2 separate regions of the Callithrix jacchus genome follow, and region 2 is linked to region 1. The links are chromatin contacts, called in public Hi-C maps. All regions are on one chromosome and are shown on one strand. Each heading gives the region's core, a stretch centred on a gene start, on an enhancer-like site or on the middle of the called end of the contact. The rest is flanking DNA. Distances are from core to core; before and after follow the strand shown.

Region 1 (6,932 bases), core at 1,352-3,851:
TCTGGGAGGGGGAGGTGGCAGTGAGCTAATATTGTACCACTGCTCTGCCTGGGTGACAGAGTGAGATTCTGTCTCAAAAAAAAAAAAATTATTTGTGTGTTTACATTTCGTGTAATTTATTTCCAAATTTATCTAGATAATTGGAAATTGACCTACATTTAAAAATCTGTAGCCAACAGTTAAGATTAAAAAAAATTACCTCCCCCAAATGCACAGTTAAATCTATGAACTACTGTTTTCTATTTGATAATATGCTTGATCTGAATAGTAATTATGATACATTATTAGATGACATGATGTCTTAGAAATATTGAATCAATTTTGACTATAGCAAAAATAAATTACACAAAGCTTGAAAATGATTTTATTTATAAATGTAAGCCTCCTAACGACTATCAGTAGAGTTACTGATTTATTAGAAATACCATCTTTTTCTCTAATATTGTCCAGTAAATTTTTAAATTTATTTTGACCAGAGTTACTAATTTAGAGTATAAAATGGTGAAATAAGAAATATCAAGGAAAAAAGATATTTTGGTACCTCTTTATCTAAAATTGATCATTTTGGTATAGAATGGTAACAAGACATGCTTAGGGTCAGGAAGTGCAACTGTATTCACCGTACTCAATCCTAAAAATTTTGTAATACCTCTATCTTCCAGGAGGTTTAAGTTTACCTCCCTCGTAGACATCTAAAAGCAGTGACTGTGACAAATGTCATAGGAGAGGTACAAAATATGTGTTTGGAGAATAGAAAAGGAGGAGCAACTAACGTTTTATTGATTCGAGGAAATTTCCTCAAAAAAAGGTAACATACTGATGAATTTGTTTAAACAAAGACTTTCTGTTTTTTAAACTAAAAGAAGCAACATATGCAAAAGCAGAGAGAAACATATCAAAAGAGAACAGTGTTTTCCAGGAATGGAGAAGATGGGAATGTGGCTAGAGCATTAGAGGTGCATAGTTCTGAGTAGATGGATATCAGGCCATTTAGGAGATTGATGTTTTCTTCTTTTTTTTGAGACAGAGTTTAGCTCTTATTGTTCAGCCTGGAGTGCAGTAGCGTGATCTCTGTTCACCACAACTTCTCCCTCCCTGGTTCACGCAATTCTCCTGCCTCAGCCTTCCGGTAGCTGGGATTACAGGCATGTGTCATCAAACCCGGCTAATTTTGTATTTTTTAGTAGAGTTGGGGTTTCTCCATGTTGGGCAGGCTGGTCTCAAGCTCCCAACTTCAGGTGATCCACCCGCCTCAGCCTCCCAAAGTGCTGGGATTACAGGCGTGTGCCCCCACACCTTGCCGAGATTGATGTCTTAATGTGAAGGGTCCTTTATGCAAACTAGAGGTTTTGGAGTTTCCCCTGCCCATCGGGCCTTGCAGTTCCATTAAAGGATTTTAAGCAAGGGAGTAATAAAATTTGTTTTATCACTGAATGAATAAAATAGTCACACTTTTTATTTGTGGGAGCAAAATTGTATTAGACATGGCTAAATGTAGTTTAAGTAATGCAGTTTTAAAATTTGGAATTGGAAAAGTGGTTATCTTTGATTAACTGGCTTATTTTTTTGGTCCTAACTTCCTCCTTTTGTCAGCCAGAAAAAATATAGAAAATAATGGATAAGCTAACAGCAGTATTTGCTTTTTAAGTTTTGCATGCCTGAAACAATCCCCTACACTGTTAGAAGCTTAACACACGATGCTATTGTGCTCTGGGTCTAGAAAAATTGTGAGGCCTGCTAGTCTGATTCTGCAGCAGGGAGTAAGGAAAGTCAATACCTAACTTTGTAAGCTACTGAATATTAAATGTTTAGTAAAAGGTGGTTTATAGTAATGTTTTTTGGTTTTGAGATTTTTTTTGAGACAGAGTCTCACTTTGTTGCCAGGCTGGAGTGCAGTGGCACGATCTCAGTTCACTGCAACCTCCACCCCTCAGGTTCAAGCAATTCTCCTTCCTCAGCCTCCCAAGCAGCTGGGATTAAAGACGCCTGCCACCGTGTCCAACTAATTTTTGTAGTTTTAGTAGGTATGGGGTTTCACCATGTTGGCCAGGATGGTCTCAATCTCCTGTCCTCGTGATCTACCCACCTTGGCCTCCCAAAGTGCTGGGATTATAGGCGTGAGCCACCTCCTGGCCAGTAATGTTTTTCTTAAAGAGGAGTTTCAAAATAACGAGGAGAGTCAGGAGTAGAGGGTATCACCAAGGCTTTTTTAGAGAGCCACCTAATTTATTACATGTTTTTCTTAAAATTCCCAGCCATCAGAAAGGAGAATTTTGAGGTCTACATCTACACCTAAGAGATGTCAGGAGAGCAGTAAAACTGTTTCTATAATTTATAAGGAAGTTAGGTAACTTTCCCACAGTCATAAAATAATCATGTCAAAAATTTTGACCTTTCAACCTCTAGTTTCAGTAGTCACCCTGTTTTTTTGTCAAGTAAAAAAAATACACTTCCCAGATAAACATCACCTTGCATTTCACAGCAGGTCTGGGTGATCCTGACCTTGAAACAAGTGATAGTGTTGGTACATTTAAAGTAGCAGCTTTTGGGTGACTGGCCAGTCCTGAGGAGCTTTTCCTACTTAGTGTTCATTTTATCTATTACTGCCATGAAGCAAAATACAGGTTTGAAAAGTTGAATGAATGGTGTTGGTAACTGCAAAGCAAAGTGTTGCGACACAGTAGGCTGAGGTAGTTTTAAGCAGATAAAGTTCACAGAAAGTAGTGTACAGAAATAGTGTTAGGCTTGGATATTTTAGCTTCTGGATTTCAAATTTAGAGAAATCAAGTTTAGAAAAATAAACAGCAAAGTAGTACAGAATTCATAGCAACAATGTCAGGAAGAATTTGCTTATGAAAAGGATCCATTTTCCCTTTTGTGAAGAGAAACGTTTGTTCACCCTTGGTTACTTGTGATTGAGATAATTAAAAACAATTTTATTACTTGGTTTTAGCAGCATCCTTGTGAAAACTTATGAAATATTAGGCAGTTTGGTTTTCTTCCCCTCTCTGGACTTGCAGATAAATTTGTTGTGAATAAATGGAAAATAGTTTTATAGTGGGCAGAAGCAAGGGAAAAGCCAAGAATCTGGTCGATGTATAAACCAGACATTGTGAATAAATGAGTTGGCTGCAGCTCTTAGAAAAAGGCTAACTTTTGCCCTTTAAGTTCTTTTCTCACATCTGTTTTTATTTCTTTCACACTTTATGAAGTCAATAAAAATTTTAATTTCATTGTTATGGAGGTTCCTCCGTGTACAGGAGCTTTTCATACTCTCTGTTGGCCATAAATGATCTGCTTTTGAATGCTCAAGGCTCCTATTTGGTGACTTTTCATGTAAGGGGATATCTACGTTGTTTTTGGTAGTGATATTATCTCTTTCTACCCAGAGAACACTTCTGACACCAAACTGGGGGTTTTGCTCACAGCAATAACCAGCTCTTTAACTCCACCTGGAGTTAGCGTCGGATCCCGCAGGTGAAAGCTCAGTCCCATAGACTATCTCCACTTCAGATGCCAGTCACAAGTCCTGGGCATCCCATAATTCTGACTCATTCACCATAAATCAGAGGTTCCCATGAACTCTTCATCACGTTTAATAATTTGCTAGATTGGTTCACAGAACTCAGGAAAGCACTTTACTGACATTTACTGGTTTATTATAAAGGAATATAGATGAAGGGTTATTATAAAGGAATATATGAAGAATATAGATGAAAAGCCAGATGAAGAGCGATTAATACATTAAGGTGAGGTCAGAAGATTCCTGATTGTGGGACATTTTGTCCTATGGGGTTAGAGTAGGCCAGCCTCCCTCCACATGGATGTATTCACCAACACGGAAGCTCTCTCTGATCCTTGTCATTTAGAGGTTTCATCGTGTAGATGTGATCATTCGTTAACTCAGTCTCCAGGTCCTCTCCCTCTCCAGAAGTTGGGAGGAGTGGATCTGAAAGTTCTATGCTTCTAATCGTTACTTGATCTTTCTGGCAACCAGCTTCATCCTGAGCCTACTTAAGGTTGTGCAAAGAGTTATTTCATTAGAACAAAAGGGACTTCTACCACCCAGGAAGTGTCAAGAGTTTTAAGAACCCTCTGTTAGGAACAAAATATGCTCCTGTTATCCCCACCAATTAGGAAATGATGAGATTTAACTACTGTCCTTCGTCAGAAACCAGAGACAAAGATCAAATATATATATGTTGATTATGTCACAAATGGATCATAATCTTACTCTTACTTACCTGTGAAGAGGACTTCATACTTGGCATGTATGTATTGGCTGTGACTTAAACAAGAGTCACATGGTGCTATGAGCTTAAATAATTACTAGTAAAAGTTGGCCGGGGCCAATCTCGGGTGACTCATGCCTAGAATCTCAGTGCTTTGGGAGTCTGAGATGGGCGGATCACCTGAGGTCAGGAGTTCGAGACCATCCTGGCCAACATGATAAAAGCCTGTGTCTACAAAAAATGCAAAAATGAGCTGGGCCTGGTGGTGGTTGCCTGTAATCCCAGCTACTTGGGAGACTAAGGCAGGAGAATCACTTGTACATGGGAGGCAGAGGTTGCAGTGAGCTGAGATAGTGCTATTGCACTCCAGCCTGGGTGACAGAGCGAGACTCTGTCTCAAAAAAAAAAAAAAAAAATTGGCTGGGCGCAGTGACTCATGCCTATAATCTCAACAGTTTGGGAGGCCGAGGCAGGTTAATCACTCTGACTGAGCCCAGAAGTTGAGAACAGCCTGGCCAGTATGGCGAAATCCCATCTCTACAAAAAAATACAAAAATGAGCTGGGTGTGGTGGCTCATATCTGTGGTCCCAGCTACTCGGGAGGCTGAGGCTGGAGAATTACTTGAGCTGGGAAGTGGACATTGCAGTGAGTTGAGATCATGCCACTGCACTCCAGCCTGGTGACAGAGTGACACCCTGTCTCAAATAAATAAGTAAATACTATTAAAATTAGTCTTCATGGTGTCCCCATTTTATAATTTTGGTGAACTTTAGCTTATCAGCTCGAAATTATAGAATTCATTTCATACAGCTTCCATTGTAAATACTAATTTGATCCAAGCGTGTTATAACACCAAGCGTGGTGATTCTTGACCATGACTACACGTTGGGATTACCTAAGAAGTTTTAACATACACTGATACCTGGGTCCCACACCCCAGAGAATGACTTAAGTGGTTTAGGATGCAACCCAGGTATTGCAGTTTTCTTTCTTAAAGTTCCACAGGCAATTCTAATGCAGTCATGGTTGAGAACTATTGACCAAGAAACTTGATTTTTTTTAAAGAGGAGGCTAACCCCTTCTGGTCTTCTGGTTCACATGTAGTAGAGATAGTTGGGGAAGATGATTTTTGCTTAAAATAGGAAAGCAACTGACACAATCACATGCTAGGCATGCAGAGTTTAGAACAGTGAGAAGCTAAGATTACATCATATGGCCGGGCACAGTGGCTCATACCTGTAATCCCCGCACTTTGGGAGGATGAGGCGGGCAAATAACTAGGTCAGGAGTTCGAGACCAGCCTGACCAACATGGTGAAACCCCATCTCTACTAAAAATATAAAAATTAGGTGGGTCTGGTAGCGCAAGCCTGTAATCCCAGCTGCTCAGGAGGCTGAGGCAGGAGAATTGCCTGAAACTGGGAGGCGGACGTTGCAGTGAGCCAAGATCATGCCACTGCACTCCAGCCTGGGCGACAGAGTGAGACTTCGTCTCAAAAAATAAAAATAAAAAGGATTATATCATATAACACTGAATTCATTAAATACATCCCAGAGTGGGTTATAAGCCAAGATATGCTAGATCACTGTGTATGGTGCTGCTAATGAGTTCACAGAAACCTAGAGGTATTGTCTTGCCCAAGGTCACACAAGAGACACAACCAAAACTGGAAATTTGTGGCAGTAATTCAGAATTTATTGTGTTGATTATTTAGGTCAAGTTCTGTAAACGTTTCCTATAAAGGGCCAGATTGTAAATATTTTTGTCTTTGCTGGCCTTATGGTCTATGTTGTAACTACGCAACTCTACTAACATAGTAAAAAGTGTCATACACATTATGTAAGTGAATGAGTGTGTATTCTAGTAAAACTTCATTAACAGAAGCTGGATTTGGCCTATGACCTATAGGCTACAGATCCCTGATTGAGGGTTGTTTTAGTTTTCCCAATGGTAAGTTGACTCCTTGAGAGCAGGTTGAAGATGTTACTGATCCTATATGTCACAATGCCCTCGGTTGCAAGGTGTTAGATGAGTGCTTGTTGAATTCATATCTACGCAGCTCTTAACCTTTATTTCTGTTGCTTCTAACCCTTCCAGTAGGGGAAACAGTTGGCACATAATTCCAGCTTTGGAGAGGAAATGCTTGAAGTCTGTAGCAGGGTATAGTTGCTGAGTTCTTCAAGTTAATTAAAGATCTGAATTTGCTCTAGGGCATTGATAATTATCTTAATTTCCTTGAACAGATTCTAAAAATTCATTTTAAATCTTAAAGTTTTTCTTAAAATCTGTTTTCTGATACATTGGGGTGTCTTTAATAATTTTTGTGAATATTGTTAGTTTCTCACAGTGATGTTTAGTTCTTTTGGATCTAAGATCTTTGCTGTACTTATGTGTGGCCAGTAGACTCTTTAGCAAAATTAAATAAATGCTGATGGGTTCCCACAATCCCCAAATACTAGAAGTACAGCTCCAGATCATCAGCCTGTTTCTCTTTTACTTTTCTAATTATTATTATTATTTTTAAAGAGATGGAGTCTCACCGTGTTGCTCAGGCTGGTCTCAAACTCCTGGGCTGAAGCCATTCTCCTGCCTCAGCCTTCCAAATAGCTGGGACTACAGGCATGAGCCATCACCCCAGACATGAACCCATTTCTAATGCAAAACACATATTGACCAGACAACAGCGCCCTTGGTTGTAG
Region 2 (6,932 bases), core at 2,606-5,105, 78 kb before region 1:
CATGTGCAGAATTTATAAGTGGACATATCCTGGAGTGGAGGGTCAAAAAGTCTTAATGGATTGCATGATAAAAAAAACTTGAGACAACTTGGAGAAAGAAGCTGGAAAATAAGGCAAAGAAAGACTGGTTGTTTGAGGATCTGTTTAGATTGTAGTAGGTACCAGTGATTATATGATTTCCTTTGCATATGTTATGTGACATGATGTTGACAATAATCTTCCGAAATAAATACTGACTTTTTTTTTTTTTTGAGAGACAGTCTCCCTCTATTGCCAGGCTGGAGTATAGTGGCGTGATCTCAGCTCACTTCAACCTCCGTCCCCTGAATTCAAGCGATTCTCCTGCCTCAGCCTTCGGAGTAGCTCCCACTATAGGTGCCCGTCACCACACCTGGCTAATTTTTGTATTTTGTTTTATTTTATTTTTTAGTAGAGACGAGGTTTCACCATGTTGGCCAGGATGGTCTTTAACTCCTGACCTCATGTGATCGGCCCACTTCGGCCTCCCAAAGTGCTGGGATTACAGGTGTGAGTGACCGTGCCCGGCCAAATATTGACATTTTATAATCAGCAAGACTGAGGCTCAGAGAAATGTAATAACCCGCCTGTGAGCACAATCACTGTATTGCAGATTCTGTATTTCACCCTCATCTCCTACCTAAGCTCTTTCTACATACCGTTTCTATTAAATTAGCTGGGCATTTGAATATGCCATTAGCTGAGATAAAGAATACAAGTAACTGATATTCTCCAGATTACTATTTTTAAGGATGTATTTATACTAACCCTACTTGAGACATCTAATACATATATGATGTGTGTTAGTTGTACCTGTGGTCCATAACTTATTCATGTTGAAAGTTTATCATGTTCAACTTTATCATGTTGAAAGTTAATATTGATTCTTTTGAGTTTGTGTTTTATAACAAAATATTCAGTTATGACAAAATATTTTTCCTTTAGGAAAATAACACATTTTGAAGTAAGATGATGTACAAAAACCATAATAATTATTTAAGCAATTAAAACTGTTATAAATACAAAATTTTCTGATTTTTCTTTTTTACCCTTTTCAGATGAGGGTTTTCACGGTCCTCTGTGATTCATGATATCACCAAGCTCTGGTAACGAAGTGTTGAAATGATTTCTTCAGTCTTAGGAGCTCACAAATTAAAAAACAATGCCGTATGCTTATGAGGCTTTCACCTAAAGAGATTAGTAGTAACATTTCCATTTATTCATCTGTTTTTCTACTTATTTTGACATGTTTTTGCAAGATAGTTTATTTAATGTGAATTTAGCATAAGTGGAATTTGAATCCACATATTTGCACAGAGCACTGAAAGCTCCTATAAAGCAAACAGAAGAAGGCTTCCAGGGGAATTTCAAGAATGTTGTGCATTTTTAAAATAGAAGTCTCTGCTGTGCTCTGTTCCCACAGTTTATGCCCTTTGCCTTGTGACTATTATCCTTTCTTTTCATCTTTGTAACAGTTTTTTTTGAGATGGAGTCTTGCTCTGTCACCCAGGCTGGAGTGCAGTGGTGAGATCTCGGCTTACGGCTACCTCCACCTCCCAGGTTCAAGCAGTTCTCCTGCCTCAGCCTCCCGAGTAGCTGGAATTACAGGCATTGCCATCATACCTGGTAATTTTTGTATTTTGAGTAGAGATGGGGTTTCACCATCTTGGCCAGGCTGGTCTTGAACTCCTGACCTTGTGATCCACCCCGCTCAGCCTCATAAAGTGCTGGGATTATAGGCGTCAGCCACCTTGATTTTAACTGTGACTTTTTTTTTTTTTTTTTGAGACGGAGTTTTGCTCTTGTTGCCCAGGCTGGAGTGCAATGGCGTGATTTCGGCTTACCACAGCCTCTGCCTCCCAGGTTTTAAACGATTAGTAGAATCAGCCTCCTGAATAGCTGGGATTACAGGCATGCACTACCATGCTTGGATAATTTTTGTATTTTTAGAAGAGAAGGGATTTCTCCATGTTGGTCAGGCTAGTCTCGAACTCCTGACCTCAAGTGATCTGCCCCCCTCTTGGCTTCCCAAAGTGCTGGGATTACAGGCGTGAGCCACCACGCCTGGCCAACTGTGACCTTTTAAGTTATGGATTTAGTTTGGTTTCTGCATCTGGCAAGTAAACACTGCATATCTGTGATTGGAAAGTTGGTGGCAAGGTTACCTTTCCATTCTTGATGTTGCAGCCTGAAGTGCCTTCACAACTTGTTCTGTGGTTTGCCTTTTTTTGGTGGATGTTAGATACAATGATGCATGCAAAACATTTTTTTTTTTTTTTTTTTGCCTGAGTCTCACTCTCTTACCAAGGCTGGAGTGCAGTGGTGCAATCTCTGCTCACTGCAACCGCTGCCTCCCAGGTTCAAATGATTCTCCTGTCTCAGCATCCTGAGTAGCTGGGATTATAGGTAGCCACCACCACACATGGATAATTTTTGTGGTTTTGGTAGAGATGGGGTTTCACCATGTTGGCCAGGCTGGTCTCGAACTACTGACCTCCAGTGATCCACCTGCCTCACACTCCCAAAGGGCTGGGATTACAGGCATGAGCCACCCTGCCCAGTCTCTGCATGCAAAAATTTTAACCCAACGTCCAGTGCAGAGGTAAATGCTCAATAATTAATTGCTATTATTCCATTATCTCCTGTATTTGACTAGCTCCCTTTTCTGGTTCAAGGCAATTAGCTTGTATTATTATTCATTCATGTATTCTCTCCAGGGTTCACTTATCTTTTACATCATTGCCATTTAGACCGTGCATTTGTTTTTACTTCTTTTTTATCTGTGAGGAAGCCACTATATACTTTTATTTAAAACTAAGGTTAAATTTTGTCCAAGTAGAATTGCAAATATTTCTAAAAATAGACAAAAGACTGGAGGCAATTTACATGTGCAAAAATGCTTGGGACCCTACTCTGCTGCTCCCTTGACCCTGATTGTTGCAAGAAAGTAGAAGCAGGGTGACAGTAGAGGGAATGCAACCAACACTAGCCAGGTACAGGGCTTGGCTGTTTAAGTATACATTATGGAATGTGTTATTCGCATTTTACATTGGAGGAAACTGGGCTTCAGAGAATTTAAGTAACAGGCTCGCCAAGGTTGTACCACTAGTAACTGGCAAAATAGGGATTCCAGGCCTGATTTCTGAGTCTGGCACCGTTGCTTACATAGTAGGTTCTTTAGAACAGTGACTTTCAAATGTTTTAACCACAGCCCAATATAACATTGTGTGTACGTGTGTGAGTGTGCTTTTATGTGTGTTTGAAATAAAACTTTTTCATGCGCTTACACACTCTGATTTTCTTTTTTAAACAGAACCACAAATGGAATGAGACCATAGTTTGTAAAACCTCATGCCTTAGAAAAAAAGATAAGAAGAAGACATTTTCTCTTTAAGTTTATTATTCTGTCTTAACTGAAGACCTTCCACACTGGCAATATCCAAGGGCCAGATTCAAAGTGAGAAGGTTATATACCTCTTGAAATATGTAAGGTTGGATAATTAGACCTTGGTGCTTAAAATAGTGCTTTCAGGGCAGTGAAATTTTCATCGGCTCACCCCACATTGACTTGTGCCTTTGCTGTAATATAAAAGCAATGAGAACAGAAAGAAAATGCAGTGTAAGTGTGTGCAGCATGGCAAATATTCTTGCTAAGACTTGCACTCACCCTGTGTTTCTTTTGCAGGGAGATTTTAACCTAATTTCTTGCAACTTTTAGATCGGTGGGCTTGTGTTAACTCACATCACTTAGAGAATACAATTGAGACGACTTTAGAAATTCAAGTGAGAGCTCTTGAATGAAAACGGCTGTCTGCGAAGCTGACTGAACTGGGTAACTAGTGTTGAACAGGTGCCTCTTGTTCCCAACGTGGTGTGTATGATCTCACTTGCCTCCTCAGAGGCAGCTCTGAGACAAGATGGAATTTTCTTCTTTATTCAAAATAGCAGCCATCGCCAAAAAACAAGCAAACAAAACCCAGGAGCTGAGATAGCTTGTTCTAAGTCATATGTGACTAGTAGAAAAGACTAAGACTTCAACCCAGGTGTGGATTTCATACTGAAGATCTTAAAACAAAAACCCCTTCACTGTGTAATTAAGAATGTCAAGAGTCACCTTTGTTGTAGATGAAAATACCAACTTTTGGGGCAACAGATTAGAGTATAATGCAAGAATATCATTCAGTTTTCATTGTTTAAAGGTTAATAAACAATGAAAGGTAAATAACATATTCTTCTTGACTTTGAACTTCAGATGTCTAAAATGCCTTCATTTGGAGGAACATTGATACAGTCCCCACAAATATTTTTCCTCTGTGCAGTAAAACTAGAAGCCTGGGTCAGGGTCCCTGTTTTATGATGTGTCTTCATTGTTTTTGTTGGCAGCACTGAGGTGTGAAAGGTTGTGTGAGAGTTGAAATGAGAACTCAGGCTTTCTGACCACTCCCCACTTCTTTGCAGAAACATTAGTTCACGTGGGCAGAAATAAAATGTGTGGTTAAAGATGAGATAAAAAATGGTAGAGGAAGAGGGCCACATTATTTATTTGCTACTTGGATTTAGAATGTAGCCTTGTGAAGACTTTGTGTTCTATAAAGTGATCCCAGGAAGGAAGAATTCAGTCAAGTTCTGTACTTAAAACACACTGATTTCACAAAGCCGCTAAGTAGCCAACGCAGTAGGTAGAAATATTCTTTAAAGTTCTGATTTCCTTTAGGCCCCAAGTTTCTTTCCATTTTTGCTAAGCACTTATTTGCATATATTGTAGTGAAGCATGTTATGTATGTACATACTGGATTAGTCATGATGTGTAAGTGTTTTTGGCCCCAGCCACCTGAAGTTTGATTCTACAAGGGATTAAAGAAAAAGAACAAATATGCATACGGTATTTATACTATATGCTCATTGAAAGGCTGATTGAATAATAATAGAAGAATAAGAATGGATAAAATTTACTGAGAGCTTTATGTAATAGGTAGTATTCAAGGTGTTTTCTCTCAAAATAATCTTGTCTGAAGATAGATGCTATTAATACTCCATATTTTTACAGATGAGGAAACCAAAGCACAAAGAATATAAGTTAATATTGGCCGGGCGCGGTGACTCACGCCTATAATCCCAGCACTTTGGGAGGCTGAGGCGGGTGGATCATGAGGTCAAGAGATCGAGACCATCCTGGTCAACAAGGTGAAACCCCGTCTCTACTAAAAATACAAAAATTAGCTGGGCATGGTGGTGCGTGCCTGTAGTCCCAGCTACTCGGGAGGCTGAGGCAGGAGAATTTCTTGAACCCAGAAGGCGGAGGTTGTGGTGAGCTGAGATCATGCCATTGCACATCAGTCTGGGTAACAACAGCGAAACTCCGTCTCAAAAAAAAAAAAAAAGAAGAATATAAGTTAATATTAAGGGTCATAGTTTCATAAAATGACAGAGCAAGTGTAATGTGACTTGACATCCTGTGCTTTTTTTTTTTTTTTGTAATAGAGTCTTGCTCTGTCGCCTAGGCTGGAGAGCAGTGGCGTGATCTTTGCTCACTGCCACCTCCGCCTCCCTCGTTTAAGCAATTCTCAGCCTTGCCTCAGCCTCCCGAGTAGCTGGGATTGCAGGCGCACACCACCACACCTGGCTAATTTTTGTATTTTTGGTAGAGATGGGGTTTCACCCTCTTGGCCAGGCCGATCTTGAAGTCCTGACCTTTTGATCCACTGCTTTGGCCTCCCAAAGTGCTGGGATTACAGGTGTGAGCCACTGTGCTCGGACCCATTCTGTGCTTTTAATAACTATGTTATGCTGATCCCTGTGTAATAGATATTAAACTAAGAGTTACGAGAAAACGGGTCCTAATCATAATTTTATCAGTAAAGTTCAAGCTTGTTTGTACAACTCATTTTTGTTTGTTTCGTTGTCCTAAATTATGAATAATGTCTGTTCTACCTACAACTCTAATTTGTAATTAAATTGTTATTTAATAGGGATTAAAGCCAGAGAAGAGTAGTGACTGTGGGCTAGGGTACATTATGGAAATTAGAGGAACAAAGGAGTAAAAACAATGGGAAGTGTTAAAAAGCGCAGTTGACTTTTGAACAACTTGGGGGTAAAGGGCCGTGATCCCTCTTCAGCTAAAAATTCACGGATGACTTTTGATTCCCCCAAAACTTAATTTAGGAATAGCCTACTATTGATCAGAAGCCTTACTGATAACATAAACAGTCGACTGATACATCTTTTATATGTTATAGGTATTATATACTGTTTTCTTCCTTGTCTTAAGAAATTGCCATAGCCCCCAGCCCTCACCTTTAGCAGCCACCACCCTCATCAGTCAGCAGCCATTAACAGCAAACACTCTCCACTAGCAGAAGATTATGACTTATCAAAGGCTTAGATGATCATTAGCATTTTTTAGCAACAAAGTGTGTGTGTGTGTGTGTGTATGTGTATGTGTGTACTTATGTGTATGTGTTTGTCTTTTGAGACAGGATCTTACAGTGTTACCCAAACTGTAGTGCAGTGGTACAATCACTGGTCACTGCAGTGTTGGCCTCCTGGTCTTGAGTGATCCTTCTGCCTCAGCCTCCCAACTAGCTGGGGCCACAGTCATACACCATGGTGCCTGGCTACTTTTAAATTTTTTGTAGAGATGGTGTCTTGCTATGTTGCTTAGGCTGGTTGTGAACTCTTGGCCTCAAGCAATCCTCCCACCTTGGCCTCCCAAAGTGTTAGGATTTTAGGCATGAGCCACTGTGTCCAGCCTAAAGTATGTTTTAATTAAGGATGTCCATTGTTTATTAAAACATAATGGTAGGGCACATGTGACATACTGCAGTATATTGTAAACATAATTTTAACTTTTATATGTACTAGGAAATAAAAAAAAGTTTACAACTAGCTTTGAGTTATTCACTTTGTTGTGGTGG

The links. A called contact is a pair of places that touch in the nucleus more often than the background predicts.
Region 2: a Hi-C map of induced pluripotent stem cells shows a contact between it and region 1, with 1.9 times the contacts expected there. The contact joins two enhancer-like sites. A contact is called at or near these places in 2 of 3 Hi-C or Micro-C datasets (induced pluripotent stem cells and skeletal muscle).

Annotation. Positions count from the first base shown.
Region 1 is chr9:38,949,325-38,956,256 of calJac240_pri, reverse strand. The region is part of intron 1 of FGD4 (FYVE, RhoGEF and PH domain containing 4); the gene reads left to right. Among named protein-coding and RNA genes, the nearest start is that of FGD4, 140 kb to the left of the region's middle. Within about 2 kb of position 2,601, at least 4 of the 16 cell types and tissues checked have an H3K27ac peak or open chromatin away from gene starts, as enhancers often do.
Region 2 is chr9:39,028,159-39,035,090 of calJac240_pri, reverse strand. All of the region lies in intron 1 of FGD4 (FYVE, RhoGEF and PH domain containing 4), which reads left to right. Among named protein-coding and RNA genes, the nearest start is that of FGD4, 57 kb to the left of the region's middle. Within about 2 kb of position 3,855, at least 2 of the 16 cell types and tissues checked have an H3K27ac peak or open chromatin away from gene starts, as enhancers often do.